Linked DNA regions of Gasterosteus aculeatus: region 1 is linked to region 2. The links are chromatin contacts, called in public Hi-C maps. All regions are on one chromosome and are shown on one strand. Each heading gives the region's core, a stretch centred on a gene start, on an enhancer-like site or on the middle of the called end of the contact. The rest is flanking DNA. Distances are from core to core; before and after follow the strand shown. Region 1 holds the start of uvrag (UV radiation resistance associated gene). Region 2 holds the start of wnt11 (wingless-type MMTV integration site family, member 11).

What was found. Hi-C and Micro-C count contacts between places; a contact is called where the count stands out from the background.
Region 1: a contact with region 2 is called in a Hi-C map of liver, with 2.7 times the contacts expected there. The contact joins the promoter of uvrag here to the promoter of wnt11 in region 2. A contact is called at or near these places in 4 of 6 Hi-C or Micro-C datasets (liver, skeletal muscle and tail fin).

The regions. Positions count from the first base shown.
Region 1 is chr7:16,919,250-16,925,326 of fGasAcu3.hap1.1, reverse strand. uvrag (UV radiation resistance associated gene) reads left to right here and starts at 3,432. Exons shown (of 15, transcript XM_040181941.2): 1 at 3,432-3,785. The coding sequence starts at 3,681. dgat2 (diacylglycerol O-acyltransferase 2) reads left to right here. Exons shown (of 8, transcript XM_040182703.2): 7 at 163-365; 8 at 557-2,103. The coding sequence ends at 711.
Region 2 is chr7:16,785,433-16,791,745 of fGasAcu3.hap1.1, reverse strand. It overlaps wnt11 (wingless-type MMTV integration site family, member 11), which reads right to left and starts at 2,282. Exons shown (of 6, transcript XM_040182909.2): 1 at 2,045-2,282; 2 at 413-596. The coding sequence starts at 495.

The sequences.
Region 1 (6,077 bases), core at 2,183-4,682, 130 kb before region 2:
ATTGTATTTCTTCTTTCTACGTCTTTACAGCTACACACCTTTTGTGACTTGTTTCCTTTAATGTTTTTGCTGATTTTAGATTTTAAAATCTAGAAACATCCCGCTTGCCATTGTCCAAGAAGCAGACGGTTTTGTTGAGCTACCACCTCTGCGTGTCCTCAGATCTGACCTGGTTCCAGTGTATTCCTTTGGAGAGAACGATGCCTATAAGCAGGTGATCTTTGAGGAGGGCACCTATTGGCGGACTATCCAAAAGAGGTTGCAGAAGATCATAGGCTTTGCCCCGTGCCTCTTCCATGGATGTGGCCTATTCTTCGGCAACTCATGGGGCATTGTGCCTTATGGCAACCCGATCACCACTGTAGGCAAGTTTGTTCAAGTTAATGTTTGTCTGGAGCTGTTGACGTAGATGCATATTAGGGTTCTCTATAAAAATGCAACAAACTCTGCTATTTGAGCACGGTTAACTGTATTTGTATTATCCAACTAGCACGCTGTATTAATGGTTAAACATCAACCGAAGTGATTTTAACCCTCTCTCCTGTTGTTAACGTAGTTGGAGAGCCAATCACAGTGCCAAAAATTGAGGATCCAACTGAGGAGATGGTGGACCTCTACCACGCAATGTACATCAGGTCCCTGCAGGACCTTTTTGACCGGTACAAGACCCGCTTCGGCCTGAAAGAGAGCGACGTCCTGTACATCCAGTGAACGCAACCGGGGCCCTGTTGACGCTCTGAACTTTTAACAGCATCTACAGACCCCCGCATCCGCCCCCCCTGCCCCCTACCCTCCTCCCCACCCGCATCCTATCTGGATGCTTGATTTTGGATTATCTATGTAAATTCGCATATGAGCCTGTTTGCTATAAACCTTTGCTCTCTGCATACTTGCACACAAACACACACATACACACACATTGGCATAGCTCCTTCTCAGGTAATGGCAGGTTTGAAGAACCGTTAGCTTTCCTTGCTGCTGCAGTGGGGATTGAACCGTCTTAGTTCTTTCACCAAATCCCACGTCACAAAGCAATGCCATTTGTGCTTCCCGTGTCTCATTGAAGGCATTGGATTCAGACTGTGTTTATCCGTGCAGAGGGAGGAAAAGTTCCACTAGGTGAAGCGGGAAGGTAACAATGCAAGACATTAGAGAAGTGCCAACGCTTTTGACTTTTACTCACGCAGCAATATAATTCTCCCCAAGATCCTTTAATCCCTTTATATACTAAATGCACAAACAATGCAAATGGAAAGTACCACTTCATTATTGGGATGATAAGCCTAAAGTTTAATTGAGCCAAATATCTAGGTTGTCCCCACACAGGCATGTATTTCTACTGTACAGAAGCCAAAACTGAAGGAATTGTACAGAATGGACATCGATATAGATAGATACATATATATATATTAGATGAATGCAAGAATGCATACATATTGTGCCTGTGATTGTATAATGCCATAAAGTATTAATTTGTATGCTGTAACAATGCAGGAACAAGCCTTTTTTTCTGCCCTCCCTTCGAGGATATTTCTGATGCACTTTTCGTATTGCTGATCACGTTCTGAGGTTTTTGTGCCTTTGTTTTTTTTTTAAATATGAGAAATTCTCCAAGATGCTCCCAATGCTGCTTGGCTTGATTTCCCTTTCTGGTCCTAAATGGTATCCAGCTCTGGTCGGGTGTGTTTTGTCTCTGCAACAAAAACTGCACTGATGTCTTCTAACTTCTGTAAGGCTGAAGAAGATTTTTTGGGGAAAATCCTAAATGTTTGAGGATTCTGGTGTACCGTGGATGTGTTTATAACTGTACAATGGGTGTTAATTAAAAAAAGCACGGGATTATACCTATTACTGGTACAATGTTATGTTTCAAGGGTCCCACAAGTACTTTTGTGAAATCTGGGTATGTGGTTATGGAACAAATCCTGGGAATTATCAAAGGTAGTAAGCTTGTGATTATCCTGTGTTTTTCCTCTTGTGCCTTCTTACAGACTGCAGCGTAATCCATGTGCATTTTATAAGAAATAAATGGCGAGAGAGATCGGTCAATATGATGAATGGCATCTTCCGCCAATATTTAAATTAAACTTTTTTTTTTCAGAAGGGGATGTGAGTTTTTGTACCTGATTTAAAAAAAATATTTACCCAACACTACATTTGTTTATAGTGTTGCATCATTTTCTTCATTTACCTTTAGAGCTGTCCGTTATTCAATTGCGACTTCTTTGTTTGAGTATATTTGACATTGCATACAAGGCCTAAACATATAACTGCCCTCTTGTTAGTTTCTAGTATATACCTAAAAGGTCTGCCCATACAAAAAACCCATTCACGATCCAGAAAAACCTGAGGCAGCGGTGGACAATGGTGGACATGTGGACAGAACTTCGGTATTTTAGAGTCAACTAAGTGAGAAAGCGGATGTGAACAAATGTAGTTTGAATTCACTTTTAAATGAGTTGACAGAATACAGAATACACCAAAAAGCTGTTTTCCAAACCATGTTTGAAATAACAAGAAAGTGAATTCTAAAAAGCAGAAAGCGATCAATATTTTCTTGTGAAGTGCAATGACCCAGAGGAAACAGAACTGTGTCTGATGCTGCTCTCTGATGGATGCTCAGTGTACTGCAGGCAGGATCGAGTCGGAGTTTACACAAATCCTTCACACGGTACAGTGAGAGGGGCTGTGGATAATGCAGTAATGGAATGTAAAGGCCATTTACTCAAGTACTGTACATAAGTACAATTATGATGTACACAATGTCACACTATGCTATTCAATGATTTTAATACTAAGTTTAGCTTCCATCGGTTGTTAGGTATTCTACTGCAGATTCACATGTTACATCCAAAACATATGACCAGTTTCATATTTAATAGTATGAATCTAAAACCATTATAAAGCCTATCATAGATGTATAACACCATTGAATTTGTCATTTTACATTGAGACAATTGAGACAAAAACTTTAAGTACATTTAGCCGACAATTATTCAGCAGTTTTGATTAAGTATTTATTTAAATCCAGATTTTTTCCTGTTATTGAGTTATTTTACATTGGTATTGGCTGCTACTTTTAGTCAGTGAAAAGTCTCAGTACCCCTCTGTCTTCTTCTAAAGATGACTTAAAAATCAGTGACATAGATTGAGAGCCATGTTGTGCTGGATCGCGTCAGAATAGTTTTTGTCATTTGTGCTAGGTCTAATGGAGAAGAGAAAAAGTGAGAAATGGTGTGGGTGCCAACTCGTAACTGTTACCTACAGGTCACGTTGTACTGTGCAATTTCCTTATATTTTGCAGCTTTGACAGATTTTAACGGATGCTCCCGCCCATCCTGGAAGAAAAAAAGAATACAGCCAATAGGAGCATGAGTTTTCACGAGAAGGCGTGTCCTTTACGTGACGGACGTTATTCACAACCAATCAGAGGCTTTGAGGTTGCGCCTCTGAACCGGAGACGGATTTCCTAACCAAGTGTAACAAAACAGCCTGTACTTTGTTTACGTCCCTTCGGTTAGCTGTCAGCTGCTGTTGCAGCGCTTTACCAAAACACACAGCCGTGTCCGCGTGTCTCTGGTGGTTGCCCGGAGCTTCACGAACTTTAAACCGAGTGCTCCGGATGTCGTTGATGGTTTGTTTTGTTGAATGAGGGGGACCCGCTAGATGCCGACAGGAGGATGAACTCCATCACCGGTCGGGTTCTCGCCATCCCCGCCGCCTCTGTCACCAACTCTGGAGCTTCATCCTCTCGAGCCTTGCATGTAGAGCTCACTTCCCAGCAGGTAAACGCAAAGCCCCCGAGTCAAGCTTAACAGGAGCGTCTTTTAAATAACAAAGGAAGACCTTACCCGGGCCGCCTCTGTGGGTTTGTGTGTTAGTTTACAGCGTCAGTTACAACTGCTGCCCGGAGGAGCACGGCGGGCCTGTCAGGCTAGCTTGTTAGCTAGCACCTGCTAGCTAACAAGCTAGCCTGCTTAATGTCAATTAATGTAACAGTTAAGCTAACTTGAATTACACCAAGGGCGCAGGAACCCCCAGTCGGGCGAGTTTTATACAATTTTGAACTCGCTTTAGTTAAATTATGAGCATATATGTCTTTCTCCACGTTTAGTTTCTACTTCGAAGCTGGTGTGCTTTCTGCTAATGGTAACTTGACTTGGCGTCATGTCAGCACGGAGGTGACAGCTCCGCCAAAGGGAGACGCTCTCGTGTGCCTGATGTTATATTTTCTCATAGTTATTTTGCTGATGTTTAGAAAATAACAAGGGTATGAACTGATTTAATTTGTAAATGAGTCTTCATAGTTAATTTATCCATTCATTTGGTCATTCATTCATTCGGTTCAGCTGGTGACCGTTCATTCATTGGGGCTGCCAAGCTCGGACAGTGAACTCGGCCCCTCTCGGACACACATGCGGGGCACTTGTTTCTGCTAAAAGGCCACATCAACTACCTCTAATCCACGTGTATGATGCCAGACTGTACAGCAAAGAACCTTTGCATTGTGTTGTTTCACAGTTATGGCAAAGTTGTGATTAAATGAGACCCTTTCTCCACACAGTAGGCCATACTAACAGACATTTTATATTATTTGAGCCCACCTTTATTATATTCCTTTGCACCATAACTACATGCTTGTGGCAAGTAAAGATACAATTATAATTTTTTACTCCCACTTGCTTAAAAGGTTCAGTTTAAAAAAAGTTTTGTAATTTGGTTAATTTTAACAACATTACAAAGCTTTTTTCTCTCTGCTCTCTGGCCACGTAATTAGGTTTAGTTTAATGTGTCAATGTGTAAGAAGGATACCACAATACAATGTAGGGATGAATGGGCTTTCATTAGTGTGCCTCAAAGCTCACATTTGAAAGATTTGTCTGCACTGAAATTTCATTTGTTTCCATCACATTGGCCAGACAGCCGGCAAGATCTCACAACATCATCAAAAGTAAATCTTCTAGACTTTATTATATTACTCTGAGTTGACTAGAACATGTTTTTTCTTTTGTATTCAAGTGAACTGACCATTTTAAATAAAAACGAATGTATTTTTTATTTTTGTAAATCAAATATACACTCTGACACAATTGAACTCTCATGGAAAAGACACACGGTGGTGACCAATGCATTTCTGATGACCGGTTTTTATGTATGTTTTGCATGGTAACGCTGTTTTTCTCCCTCATCGTTTTCTAGCTTCACAGACAAACACTGTCCCAGCAACTTTGGTCTACTGGCTCGCTGGCTCAAAGGACCACAAGATAAGCCCTGTAGAGAGATGATTATTGTGGGATTTGTCAAGGATGACTTGGGAATTCTCTTAAATACCCTCAGACCCACCTTTTTATAGCTGCACCAATACAAAAAAGCTTAACAAAGTGCACGCTGAGAAAGTGCTTGTTCTGGTGATTTAGGGCTCTATGAAATGGATACAAAAACAAATCTAATATCACAGAATTGTTGACCAAATACTTTTGTTTGTAGATGAAAGTAACACGTGTATATCCTGTTATGTTACAATATCGTAGTTGAATAGTTTGTCCTGAGTTCAAGTGTAATATGACAAAGTGCTTTCTAGATATTCTTTGTATTACTTTTATTATCAGATTTTCTATGTGAAAAATTAAGATCATTTTTTTCAGCTTTGTTACCAAAGGTCACATGTGTGACCTATTTAAAGGTCAGTTAATGTGATTTTTGAATAAGTCAGTTTCTGTAATTGGTCGAGCTAGCCATGGCTGAGTTTCCTCAGCTCTCAGCAGTAGTGGAGGGATTACACACCCAAATATTTCATCACTACTCTCACGACAGTGTGTTTCTGTGATGTATATTTGCTACTACAGGTTTCCTCAAGGCCTCGGCTCTGCTTCGCGCACCAACTGCAGAGTGTTTAAACCTGAATGGACCACCGCAAACCTGCCTTAAGGAAGACAAAGAGCACCTGATGGTGTGACATCATTTAGACCTGTCAGAGCTTCCACGCAGATCACTGCGTGGAACTACCTGGGCTGAATTTTGTGTGATCTATTTTTATTTTTAATTTCAGTCTATTATGATTACTCTATCATATTGTT
Region 2 (6,313 bases), core at 1,033-3,532:
TTTTTCACTGATTGTGGTCTAACGAGACTGTCTGCAGGGCCAAGACGCTCCGTCACTTCCGTCCTATTCTCTATTCTTATCTTCTAGCTATTATACAGCCGGGGGTCGGCGGGGGGCAGATTTAATCTGACATCTCGGAGCTCTTTTTCCAGAAGGGTTTTCCCTTCATATCTCCAGGAAACTTTTGCTAATCTACTGTCCCCTTCATCAGATACACATGTACGGATCGCAACGGCCTCTCATCAAAAGCAACTTGAGGAATGCTGGGGCCCGTTTCAAAGCTGCCACGGGCCCCTACGCTCTCCATGACACACAAGCACTCGGACGCACAATATCGCGTATCTTTGTGACGTCTTCTGTTTGGACGCGAAGACCCGGAGAAGGAGACGGCGGCCCTCCTGAGAATACTTACAGCCATTTGATGCCGGAGCAGACCTGAGACAGTAGCAGAGCTGCGAGCACACCAAGAGGCAGGACACGAGAGCTGCTCCTCATGGTGGGACGGCGGGCTCCAGTTCACAGGACACAAACACAAAGGGGCTTCTTGGCTCGGACTGGAAAGTCAACTCTCATGGCACGGCCTCCTCTTCTAAACCCTGCAATTAATAACATAAATAACATCAATGACCCGGCGGGGGAGATTTTCTGGTTTTCTGAAGTATTGGTTTACGATGCGCCGACAAGGTCATTTAGGAACAGAGGAAATCTCAGATGATGGAATATTATTTTAGTTTTTACAATGACAATCTCAAACCGTATGCACACATTTAAAGAAATATATTTTACCGCCTTCTAAATTCACTATAAGAAAAGGGGTTTTGCAACAAAACCTGCAAGACAAAGACATATTACATTACATTACAGGTCATTTAGCAGACGCTTTTTATCCAAAGCGACTTACATTACACTTTAAACCCATGGCACATTTTGCCTGGGGAGCAATTAGCAATTAGGTGTCTTGCTCAGGGACACTTCGACATGGAACATGGGGCAGCCTGGACTCAAACCACCAACCTTGTGCTTCCCAGCACACCTTCTCTAACCCCTGCACCACGACGACCGCCTAACTTAACATATCTTAAGTTACATTATTTTAGGACTTGACACTTTCTAAAAAGGCTGAAGTTTATTTCAGAAGCTTTCAGGCAAACAGGGTCCATGCCCTGCTGTCAAAAAGCTTTTTACCCGCCTCTGTAAATCCGTTGTAGATGTGGCGCAGAAAGAGCGGGATCAACGCAGTAATCTTCGGCCGCAGTAGCCGAAGCTCGGTGAGATAAGCGATCTCTTTGAAGGGAGCTCAAACTGGGCGCATTAAACTGCTGATAATGGGCCCTTTTTTCCCCCTAAAGCGGGAGTTCCGCTGAAACTGTGCGACATTCATTATTTAAATGAGCTGAGGTGAGACTCGTTTCACTCGGCCGACGGCTTTTGCGCAGTGACCTGCAGGCTCACATGTCGGCTGCTTACAGTTCACTGCCGGTCAGAAAGTCACACATTCCCCGGAGCATTTAGCCTGCGGTCTTTATTTACAGCTGTTTAGTCTCTTTAACTCGTTTAACTCTTTCCATTTACATTTGGCCCAAGAAGGCTGAATGGCAGCTCCTGTTTCCCCCTGAAAGATAAAGGCTTGATAGCCTCACACACACACACACCATCCGACGTGTGTCACTCATCGAGCAAAGATAAAGTCCACTATTCGCCTTATTTACCAAACGATGGGTGGAAAGATGGAGATTAATTGGCACTAGGTCGGCAAAGATGTTTTTGTAGTATCAACTTCATAATCATTTTGTTAGCCGAGATGTTTAAATTGGGGAAGTATTCATGAGGCAAAAGCCATTTTAAAGACAAAAAAGTTGTTGTGGTCCTCTCTGACGATACAATAAAATAACATGCATTCTTGTAATATTACGTTATTTTATTTGTTCTAGCCTTAATTTAACAAAACCCCAAACGCGTTGTATGAAATCAACCGTGTACAATAGTCCCAAACGTGTAACACGTGCCGGACGCAGCGCTCCTCCGACCCGGCCGGCTCGCTCACCTTTGCCGCTGCGCGCTGCTTTGCACAGGTTGGATCAAAACCAGTCAACAAGAAGAATTCATTTTTTGTTTTAAAAGTAAAAGGAAAATCGCGTAATATCCTCTCCGAGTGAGTGGAATGTTGTCGGTATCAGCCAGACGCACGGGTATAATCCAGCACGGGGTGGTGGAGGAGCTCCGGACAGGTACGCATGGTGTTGGTGAGTGCGAGAGGGACAGAGAGGGCTGAGAGAGTAAGTGAGCCTGGGTTTGAGTGGGTGGGCGGGCGGGCGGGCGGGGGGGGGCTCAACTTTAAAGCACTACCCACTGGCCCGCTTTGATCTCCACTCCTCTTGCGCGCATAGAAACTCTTCAGTTGGATCGATACCCGGAGTTCAAATACAAAAAAAACCCTGTGTGCTGAGTTCTGTCCGTTATTATGATATTTTTATATGTCTACTCTGGTATCATACAGCGATAAATTGTCATTAAAATGTCTCAAAGAACACTTGTGGTCACCTTATCATTGTGCGTATTTCAGTCAACAAATAATACGCATAATTGGTTTAAAAACACCCCTCGGTTTGGAATATTTGCTGTACCAAACACATCTCAGTTCTATTGTTTGACAATATAAATCGTTAAACTGTGTTTCTACGCAGGCACCGCTGAAATAGTAATTATATAGAATAATTAAGTCCAATATCAAGCACAATAATTGCTTTGATCAAAAAAGCGTAAATTCTAGTATCAAACGTTATTTCATATTTGATTCTTAACATAATATAGTAGTAATGACTTGAGATATGTAGGCCACTTTATACTGGATTTCAAAATTGCGGCCACATGAGGAAAAGTGATTGAATAATTGTATAACTATTTTCATAGTCACCGACACACCCTTTTATCCGTAACGGAAATAGTATTGATCCTTTGTATACAGGAATTATTTTTCCAATTTGAAACATGAATCAATGTCTTCCCAACAAGACAAACTTATTAGATCCATTTGGTAAATAGATAACAGTTAAAAGGTACATTAATTAAGCGCACACATGCACACACTAATGCTATCCAAAATCTGTTCTTTACATTTTTTCAATAAAAAAATCTTCTTAAAGACACATTGCGTTTTCCTTAAATATGAACCACACTAAAGATGATATGCTGCGGAGCCAGCTGTGGGGGACGCGTTGTCCCAGAGAATCTGCCGGGCCGCCTCCAGCGCTCCGAGTCAGCAGCGAGCGGTTGTCGTGACCTTGACCTTGCCACGGGTGTAGCTAACGGCCCTCGAGCACTGCTAGCTGCTCCGCTCGGGGGAAAACGGCAGATCAGGTGTGGTCATGCATGCTCCGGAACGGAGACACCGGGAGACCAGGACGAGCCCCCGTTCCTCCGGGGGACACCCGGATCGTGTCTCGGAATTTGTTGGCCCAACAGGCTCCACTGTTACGTTTCACACACGGAACAAGAGCTGCGTGTTTACAGGGGGGCCGTGAGCTCGGCTTCGTGAGAGTCAATGTGTTTTACGTGGCAGTCAACTGCGAATGGGCACAGGTCGGAGTGTGTGTGTTTGTGTGCGTGTGCGTGTTTGTACGTGCGTGTTTTTGTGTGTGTTGTTGGAGCTTCCAGCAGGACCGGGCTCGTCCTACCCGAGACACTTCTTACACTCGGGCTCTCCATTCCTCAGCTAGGATAAACAGGCAGTCCCTTGATCTTCACATCTCACCTTCCAAGCAACATGGAGGGGGAGGATGCCTTCTGGGGGAGACTGAGTGGGGAGGAGGGGGGGGGGGAGGGACTGGAGTCCATGAAAATGAAATAATTCATGCCACATTAGGAGCAGAATCCGAGCAGCGTTTAGGATTATTCCCTGCTCTCTAGATGATGCTATGTTGTCCTTTTTTAACAATAATCTGCTTTCGACATTCTGGGATTACTGGCAAATAACCTATAATGTGCATGAAAAGTTACTTTTCACAAATACAGTTTCCACACAAGTTTCCAAAAGCATACGTTTTGTTTCTAATCCTGCTTTTCTTTGTTTTTCTCGACGCACTGATTAAACCAGATGTGGTTTCAGCCTGAGCTGGAAGTTTGTTTTAAAATGAAGTTTCAATCGGTACATTAGATAACTATATATTAAATCATGGGCTATCAGAGCCTCATGAAATATAAGAACCCAAGCTGTAAATGTACATAAATAGAAATGGTACATTAACCGCCTTCGGCAAAACGCTACAGAATTGGCCCAGATAAAATATGCAGTTTTTACATTTTCTGCTCCCATCAGCATATGAACCCATCTATGAACCCAGATGATCAGCTACAAAGATCAGGGCTAATATTTTCAAATAAAAATGTTGAATCTATTTTCTTTGTTGTTTGTTTGCTATAAATGTTTCATGATTTAAAATGGAGATGAAAGAAAATGGAATAGACGTATGATCTGAACTTTGTTCACTTTTACTGCCCAATCCTCATTAGATAAAAGGGTAATCATGAGCACACTGCAACGGTTTTTATTTTTGAAATCTCCCATTTTAGTTAGTGATTTTCAGATAAAAACCTCATTGATAAACGAATAACTCGTACGTTCATATCGGTCTGTTCTCGATTACCAACTGAAACCATTTGACCGTGGATACATTTCCAATCCAAATCAAAGCCAGGAGTTTGATTAACAGCGTCAACATAAATACAATAAAGCCAGAACTTAAAAGGGAATTTTCAAATGGAAACCATCGGTGAACCACATCCGTAACGGTTCCTTTTCACTCGGCCTTTTATCCCCAAAGCAGGGAACGGCACGCGGCCCTGCTGCCAGCAGATTATTGACAAATAACGACAGCATTGTGAAGAACCAACGGTGTTCCTGGAGGGTCAAATCCGACCAGCAGAGGGGCAGCGACGGCTTTTGAAAGCCGCCGTATGAAAATCCAATCACCCTCGGGTGTCCCTCCTGTGACAGCTCACAGTGGGGATCGCCTCAATAAATAACAAGCCCCGTCCAATCTGCCTGAAAGGACCCACATCCTTCGTACGCCATTTGTTTACAGCCTCGGCCTCTATTGGGCTTTGAGGGCGCAGCCTTTTCAAGTGACAGATGGGTGGCACTTTTGAACACGTCATGTGGTCCTACAGGGAGGCCGCACCAGGATCATTCTCATAGGAGAGGTGTGGATTCCTGGATTCCAGTAATGTAAATTCTAAATCACGTAACGGTCATATTATCAGGCTGTCATACATTTAGAGCTAAATGAGTCCACTCACTCCACCAAACGTGCTTCAAAGGCAAAATGCTAAAATATAGCATTTCTTTTTGGGTTTTTTCTTTACCAGTGATTAAGACATTTTAGAAAACCTTTGTTGATGATGTCATCAGGTGACACGATTTGTATTAGTTTCATTTAATTATGTTTGAATGAAGAATAAGCCTAGAATCCACTGAAATATCTTGGGATTCTCATATTAAATTACTATCTTATGCTACGATTTTCTGTCGATGCTGCAGCTGCATGATTTGCTGGTGACGTTCATGAATCATAAACCGAGCAATACGCCGCGGCAAAGCACATGTGATTTTTATTCTGGGGTGTATTTTCCCCTAAAAAGAGAGAAGCTTCCAGGTGCTGTTTCAGCCGCGTCTTTTATCAAGGCCGCATCTCCGCGTCCAAGGGGGTGTTGCTGAAGATGAGCAAGAGGTGTTTAAGGCCGAGGAGGTTGAGGTGAACCATGTGGCTGGAGGCGCTCTTCGCTCGCACGTGTAGGAAAAGGAAAGAAGAAGAGCGAAGAGAGAAGGGCAGCTCCAGCCGGGCAGCAGGCCTCCAAACCGAGCTGGAGAAGTGCCTGGTTTTTATGAGCTCGGCCCTTTCGATTGCGGTTGTTATAAAAGAAGAATTCCTACTCCTTTATTGATTACATAATTATTGGAAATACCAAACTGCAAGTTTCAGGCACAAATACCTTTCATTCCACTGATTTGTATTATTTTGCAAAGGTCTACAAAACATACTTTTTTCCTTTATTTTAATCTTAAACAATTAAGTACGGCTTGAAATAGCATCTCCTGCTCCATGATTGCATAATGCCGCACACACCTCATAACCAGCTGAAAACAGTCACCTAAGACAGCACTGCACATTTCACTCACAGTGTAGATGCCTGTAGCTTTCCAATGGCATGGAAAAATAATGTGTTTCCTGAAGAGAACAATTAATAAGCTGACATCTGATTAATTCAAACCAAAGGTTGGGAGCATCTGTATCTCGGCCTGTGCTGCCAATTTTCC